2 separate regions of the Oryza sativa genome follow, and region 1 is linked to region 2. A link is a contact called in public HiCAR-type data. All regions are on one chromosome and are shown on one strand. The core of a region is the stretch at or near the end of the contact, and the rest is flanking DNA. Distances in the headings are between cores, read along the strand shown.

What was found. HiCAR-type assays count read pairs that join an accessible place to other places.
Region 1: a contact with region 2 is called in a HiCAR-type map of leaf, with 2.5 times the contacts expected there. The contact joins the promoter of LOC4340656 here to the promoter of LOC4340640 in region 2. A contact is called at or near these places in 1 of 15 Hi-C or Micro-C datasets (an unstated tissue) and 1 of 4 datasets of contacts at active chromatin or transcription factors (leaf).

What each region holds. Positions count from the first base shown.
Region 1 is chr6:8,002,393-8,006,032 of ASM3414082v1, reverse strand. LOC4340656 (MACPF domain-containing protein At1g14780) reads right to left here and starts at 2,168. Exons shown (of 8, transcript XM_015788778.3): 1 at 1,524-2,168; 2 at 772-1,013. The coding sequence starts at 1,805.
Region 2 is chr6:7,769,188-7,773,243 of ASM3414082v1, reverse strand. LOC4340640 (pyruvate dehydrogenase E1 component subunit alpha-2, mitochondrial-like) reads right to left here and starts at 2,079. Exons shown (of 8, transcript NM_001421516.1): 1 at 1,174-2,079; 2 at 978-1,057; 3 at 300-377; 4 at 1-94. The coding sequence starts at 1,879. It also overlaps LOC107281339.

The DNA.
Region 1 (3,640 bases), core at 919-3,418, 230 kb before region 2:
CCGAAACTGTACACGCGAAAAACGAGACGGTTTATTAGCGCGTGATTAATCAAGTATTAGCTATTTTTTTTAAAAAAAGATTAATTTTATTTTTAAGCAACTTTCGTATATAAACTTTTTGCAAAAAAACGTACTGTTTAGCAGTTTGAAAAGCGTGTGCTCCAAAAACGAGAGAGAGAGGGGGGTTGGGAAAAGGGTGTGCCTAACACAGCATATGTCCTCTTTCGAGTACAGATGACATAAATGTTTTATTCTATTTTTTTAAAAAAAAAACATGACTTAACAACAACATATTCAGATAGTCGATGAAATTATTATTATTATTATTATTGCTTCTGCCGGTGAGTATGTATGTATAGTTATCTCAAAATAACTTCATTTCTAGTCATTATCATTCAAATTAGTATGGAGAAAAAAATATCAATGTACCCCTCTAATTAAATAGTACTAAAATAGTTTTGATGGATGCGTAAATAAAGGGCATGTTCACTTTGATGCCAAAAAAAAACTTGCCTAAATTTTGGCAGGATATCTTATATAGTTATCAAAATTTGACAGCAAACTAAATATAGCCACTTTTTTTTTTTGATAACTTTACAAAATTTGGTAAGATTGAAAATAGTATTAAAGTGAACAGGTCCAAAGAGTATAGAAGGGATAAATATTCTTCGTTTGCAGATAAGGATAGGTAAGTACATAAGAGTACACTTTTTTTTTCATAAAAAATAGTAAAGATATAAGAATAAATTTATTTTCGAACGAAGAGAAAACCTTGCAATGGCCGATGGGTCCCACGCCGCCGGCACGTCGGCGACGACGTGGCCAGCGAGGGCGAGCGGGCGGCAGTCGAGGCGGAGGTCGAGGAGGGAGATGAAGTAGCCGTCGAAGGCCAAGCACCTGGTGTCGCCGGCGTCGCTGGCCCAGGAGTCGCTGCCGAAGTCGAAGCACGAGTTGAAGAGGCCCGACGGGATCTTCCCCGGCAGCGAGCTCCGGTGGTTGAACAGATCCGACATCTGCAGATGAACGTGCGGTCGAATTAGGAATAATTAATTATCTTTTCATGGTTATTTGGTTGAACAATTATTTTGTTTTGTTTTTAAATTTTGTTGTTGTAGGATGATGATTTCTTAACTCGTTGAGACTGTAAGTAGTACGCGTGTTGTTGACATTATGCTCTGGACTCTGATTGTCTGATTATTTTTGGAAGAAATTTTGACTTTGATCATGATTCAAATATTAATAACGTAGTGAGGAAAATAGCCTTGAGCTTAGACGAAACATAGAGATCAAAGATTAGTAGTAAGAAATAGGTGACCACTGTTCCATATGTCCATTTTGTTTGGTTATGAAAAAGATTTGGCAAAAAAGAAGTAACTGAACAGTTTTTTTTTTTTTGTCAATCTTTTGGATAACTCTAAAAGGAGACTTTCATTTGTGAGCAGCTGGCAATTAATTCGCTTGCAATTTGTGTCATTTTGAACCAGCAAATAAAATCAAATGAAGCAGCAACCAAATCAACGAACCTTGTTGAACTCGAGCACGTCGGACTTGAACCTGATGCGGTCGCCCTTGCCGAACTTCACGTCGGCCGGCACGCCGGCGACGACGCCGACGCCCGGCACGGCGACCGCCGCCGCCTTCTCGCCGCTCCTGGCAACGAGACAACCTCCCTCATCCTTGCAGTGCTTCAGCCTCAGGTCGCCCGCCATGTCGACACCTCTGCCGAGGCACCTCACCGCCCTCTGCACCGCCGCCGCCGCCATGCCGCCGCCGGCGATCTCCATCTCCTCCATGCTCCTTGGCATGTCTTCTCTTGGGGTTGGATGCTTTGAACGAATTGCGACGTATATATGCTTACTCTATGCACATGCCAAATTGACCGTGCTGCCAAGAACTTGTCATCAAAGATGTCAAAACATGTGATGAAAATTTCTATCTCTTCTCTTCTGTTTTGTCTGGAAACTATCCACAACCAATACAGGTTGGTGATTTGGGATTGGGAGGAGGAGGAGAAAATGCACAAATTGACACTTTTGGGGGTTCAAATTTATAGGAGTGGATAGGAAGTTGAGGGACAGGGACAAGAGATTGGTGGGTGTGGGAACAAGAACAGGGGTAGCATAGGTTGACTGACTGCTAAGCTGTTGCTTTTTAATTTTGTTTTGTGTAGACTCTGCTTGAATTGACTCCAGTTATTGGAATTGTTTTTTGGGGACCAAATTTTACCCCTTCTTGCTGGGCACCGCCGCACCGCCAAAGCATACGACTCCTCATCCCTGTGATATGCTGCACGTTTTTCTTACTAATGCAAAAGTGTATTCTTTTGTGTTTGGTGTTTTTTTTATATAAATAAATTTTACGGAACTATAGATACTCTGATCAATATACCATAAAACTACATATTCAACATAGAGTATCACAAAACTAAAAACTATAGAGTCAGTGACAAATTGGTCACAAGATGATAATGTTTATAATTCAAACTCGAAAATCGTAGCTTTATGATACATTTAGGTCGAGTTCTTTTCATCAACTCGAAACGATAACTTCTTCGTTTTCTGTTAGAATGCTTTTCAATTTACAAAACCGTGTGTTTTATCATACATATAAAAGTTAAAAACAAAATTTCAAAATTTATAGTTGTTAATTCTTAATTATTCACTTGCTAATAACATATCTTTGTTTTGCGTGGCGGAGATAAGCTCAGCCCAAATGTTGAGTTGAACAGCGCCTTATTATTAAATCTAAAGTTTTTGGGACACTTTAGGTTAGATCTATAGTTTCATGATAAATTTGATATTAAAACTGTAGTTTTATGATATGTTAAATAAAATATATAATGTTGTAATATTTTGATCAAAGTATGTATAGTTTTGTAAATGAAATGTACTATTTTTATCCTGATGTTTTTCAAGTGTGTAATCCGCAACCTGACGACCCATTTGAATTCTCTCTGATGTAATGCCAAACTACATGTATTAATGGGTACTGGCTAAACTGATATACCACTTTTATGTACAAATACTTGCTATTTAGACTTTGATTGTTAATAACTTTTAAAATTTTCAGTTAGGACAAATGAAATTAAGTCATACAGTTAGATTTGTCATGCGACGTATTAGTGGTTTTTAAATTTGCTTACAACACTCTTTCTCTGTACACACACATATGTATATTCCTCTCTAAATTTGGTCGTAATACATTTGGTATGCATTTACAGAGAAAAATAGACAAGTCATCTTGTCGGCAATTGGTACGGCAAGTATTTTCTTCCGAGCTAATTATTACTGTCATCCATAACTCCATTTTTTCCACGAATCGTAATTACTTTCTGTCCAATTTTTCCATGGATCATAATTATTTTTCATCAACGTCTCTGCTTCTCATTGCCCTCTAGTGACTGGCTCATCACAACTCATGAAGATAGCAGTCAGCTTACCTACCAAAAACCACGCGTACAATGGGAGTTGAGGCCTGGAAATGACTAAAATAATAGAAGGATTTTATTTCTTGGGAAATATTTCTTGTGAGATCCTTGAATCATAGGAATGGGGTTGCCTAATCCTATGGAATAGTTTCTGTCAACGGTTTATACCACGACTACGATATTTAGAAGTATCGGGATCATTGGTGCCAAGGT
Region 2 (4,056 bases), core at 830-3,329:
GTCTTATGCCTGCAATTTCATCTCTGGTGCGGTAAGTGCTCCCTGGATCTGACATAGAGTGTCCGTGGTATCTGTAGGTGTCCATCTCAAGAATCTACAACACCGAGAGGATATAGAAAAGTTACATGCATCTCCAAGAGCAGGATTGTGTTTTCTACTGATTAGCGGCACTGAATCTATCGAACAATATGAGCTAAACCACACTACCAGCAGTGTATTTCAGCACAGCCCAACCCCTGAGAGATCCAGAAATGTCCATAATGTGCACAGTCGAAATGGCAATCAGGAAATTCACTTACAATCGGTCCATTTTCAAGAGCATGTTGCTTGGCAAATTTACAAGCTTGTTTGACTGCAAGAACATCCATACCATCGACCTGCACCAAACACAAGGTACCATAACCATCATCACAACGATACAAACAAGAGCACCAACACGGCCACCTCCATGCCTGCATATCCCCATAACTTCTTGCATGCAAGCTAATCGCAGTAAAAATAACTGCAACCCAACTTGCCGTAGGTGTGGCAAGCCACACAAAGTAATCGTTGGCGGTTGGCCACAAGTGTGGTAAGATGTGACTTAAAAATGAGCCTACGACATGTGAGCCAGCGAGTTAATGAAGTGTGGCAAATCATAGTTATAGCAAACCAAACACCAACCTAAGAAAGTTTGGCACATCTAGTACTCGAATATGTGGCATGACGATTTGTGGCAGTGAACCAAACAACCCCGGAACCCACAACTAGATCACAGAGTATGGTGATCAGAGTCCAGAAGGATGTTGCACTCAAATTTACTGGTCAATTATGTTCAGCTCAGTTCTCATTGTCACATCAACAGATCAACTCTCCATCAGCCAGAAAGAGTTCAAACAACTACTACTCATAAAAAAAATTCAAATAAAACAGACGTTAAATATTGGGTACGAAAATTCACAACTGCGCTTAAATGAGACGGAGAAGTATTTAGTTACCTTCAATCCTGGCACATAGTCGCCGCGTTTGTAGTATGCGGGGCTTTTCGATGCCCTCCATTCCGCCGTCCCCATCCCATCTGTGCAAACAAATTAAAATCAAACAGACCAAATCAAACCATCCGCAATTCATCCAGCGATCAACGAACAATGCAAGCAAAATCAATCCCAAAGATTGAACCGAATTCCAACTCACAGTGGTTGTTCTCGCAGACGAGCACGACGGGCAGCTTCCAGAGCGCCGCCATGTTGAGCGCCTCGAACAGCTGCCCCTGGTTGGCGGCGCCGTCGCCGTAGAGGTCGAACGTGACGGCGGCCTCCTTCCTGTACCTCTGCGCGAACGCGAGGCCGCATCCGAGCGGCACCTGCGCGCCCACGATGCCATGGCCGCCATAGAAGTTGGCGTCCTTCTTGTACAGGTGCATCGACCCGCCTTTCCCCCTGGAGCACCCGCCGCGGCGGCCCATGAGCTCGGCGAAGAGGGCGGCGAGGTCGCCGCCGCGGGCGAGGTAGGCGCAGTGGTCGCGGTAGGCCGTGATGATGGCGTCGGCGCGGGTGGTGGCCGCCTCCATGCCCACCGCGACGGCCTCCTGTCCGTCGTAGAGGTGGCAGAAGCCGCGGATCAGCTTCGCCTTGTACAGCGAGTCCGCCGCGATCTCCGCGCGGCGCATGGCGGACATGTCGCGGAAGAAGGTGGCGAGCTCGCGCGCCGTGGTGGCCACCTCGCGCGGGGGCGGGTCCACGATGTGGGACTTGTAGGGGACCGAGGTCTCGATGGTGAGCGGCTCCGTCGAATCGGAGACACCCCGGACGCTCGTGGTCAGGGGCAGCGCCGCCGCCGCGCGCCGGGGCGCCGCCGTGACGCCGCGCAGGCGGCGGAGGAGGACGACGGCCGCGGCCATGGCGCCGATCGATTGGGCACGCGCAGGTTTGGTTTGGGAGCTTGGACTTTGGACGCAGCAGCAGCAGCGCGCGGTGCTCGCCGCGGTGGAGCGGATGATGGGGTGGTGGCGTCGCGGTGTCGCGCGGCGGAGCGGGCCGCGTGGCGCGGTGTGGGGCTCGGCTTCGCGTTCGCCTCCGTGACTAGGCTCGCTTTGCCATTAAAGAAAGCGAGCATGGCGCACAGGTGGCTCCTTGTGGGGGGGTGGGGGGGGAGGGCGGGGAAAGCCAGCGGGAGGTGGGAGCTCACGGCCCGGGGGGCACATGGCGGCGTCCCGTTCGCCGGCAGCGAGCCGTCGCTCTCAGAGTCTCGGTCTCCGGGCGCGAATTTGATCGAACACCTGTCGAGCTGTCGGCAGCAACCCGCTCCGCCGCGTGCCGGAGAGAACAGTTCGGGGAATTAAGTGGGCCGAATACAACTATGGGCCGAAATTGGTTATCGAAATAAGGTGGCCCAGATTTATGTGTGGGCGGAATTCATCGATGAGAATTAAGTAGGCCAAATTCATTTATGGGTTGAATTCTCTGATCAGCGGCGGTCAAATGTATTCACTCGTGGGCCACTTTTTGTTGACGAGAATGAAGTGGGCCAAATTCACTTGTGGGCCTAATTTGTTTATGAGAAGGAATAAGATCACCGAAGGTCCCTCAACTTAACGAGATTTTTTGAGGTCTTTTAACCACAAAACCAAAAATCTCCGCCCCTAAATTATACAAAACCGTAAAAAAAAAAAAAAGTTCGTTAGGCAGTATTGATCTATTTTTTTCCTGGTTTGGCTGACATGGCATATAGTGGGATCCACATGTCAGTGTCCTCTCCTCTCCTCTTTTCTTTTTATTTTCTTCTTCTCTTTTATTTGTTCTCTCTTCTCTTCTCTTCTTCCCCCCGAACCTGAGAGGACGGCGGGTGGAGCAGGCCACAGGCGGGCGGTGACGGGCGAGCACGGAGGGAGACAAGGTAGCTGCTGCCGCTCGGAGGGAGGCGAGGTGGTGGTAGTAGTTGGCTAGTTGCTGCAGTAACCGCCGTTGGAGTACACGATCACCGGCACGTCGTGCCACTCGTCGCACGGCGGCGCCTCGTCAACGGTCACCAGTCGCAACGTCACCTCCGTGATGGAAGGCATCACGCGGGACTCGCCCTTGTGGGTGTACGGCTGGATCTTCCACCTCGTCGCGTTCGCGTCCAAGCCCGTCGTGTTCACGCCGCTGCGGCCGGAGATGGAGGCGAGGCGAGGCGCCACCAGGAATACCTCCAACTCGCGGCTGAGGATGCGGATGGCGCCCTCCATCTCGTACACGTCGGATTTATTGTCACTGAAGTCACATCGCAGGTGAGGCTCCGGGATGAACTCATCTGCATTAATAATTTCATCGAACAAAAACAAAATCAGAATCTTTTCTCCAAAAAAGACTCAGAATCAACAACCTGTGGTTAGCATCACCATGTACTGATCAAGGGTTGGTGAGTAAATCATCAAGAACTGGATTGCCACGATGAGCAGGAGCAGAGAAGGGTGGCAGAAGGCGCAGAAAGTGCCCTTGCTTTTCTTGTTCCCCACAGCTGCCTTCATGTCTGAAACAGCAACTACTCACACACCAGGGACAAGAACAGAACTGCCGCATCCCGACCTTCCTCTACGCCATGCCATTCTCCCCCCCAAGGGCCGCCGCAGTGTCACACCGCTCCTTCGCCGCCCTCCCCCTCGCTGGCGGCGGCGCCATCGGTGGCTGCCCGCTCCTCTCCGACTTCGGGCAGCGGGCAAAGACCGACAGCGACAGCGAGCTCCGCCTCTGCTCCCACGTGTGGTGCGGCCTGGGTGAGACCCGTCGGCACGAGTTCCGGCACGGCGGCACGCCGCAGCGCTCGCTCGCCACGCGCTCGCTTGCCGCTCGCGCTCGCCGCCGCGCTGCTGCTCCGCCTGCCGCCGCCCGCTTTCCTCCCTCCCAGGCTCACCGACCGCCTCACCCCCCTCCAGCCGCCCACTGCCGCGCTCGCCAGCGGCCGCTCCGCCCGCCGCCCCCTCTCTCTCAGGCTCCCTCCGCCGCCGCCGGCCTTCGGAGAGGAGTAGAAAAGAGGAAAAAGAAAGGAGAAAAGAAAAGGAAAAAGTAGTGTGGTTTCACATTTTTTTTCTCACTTACA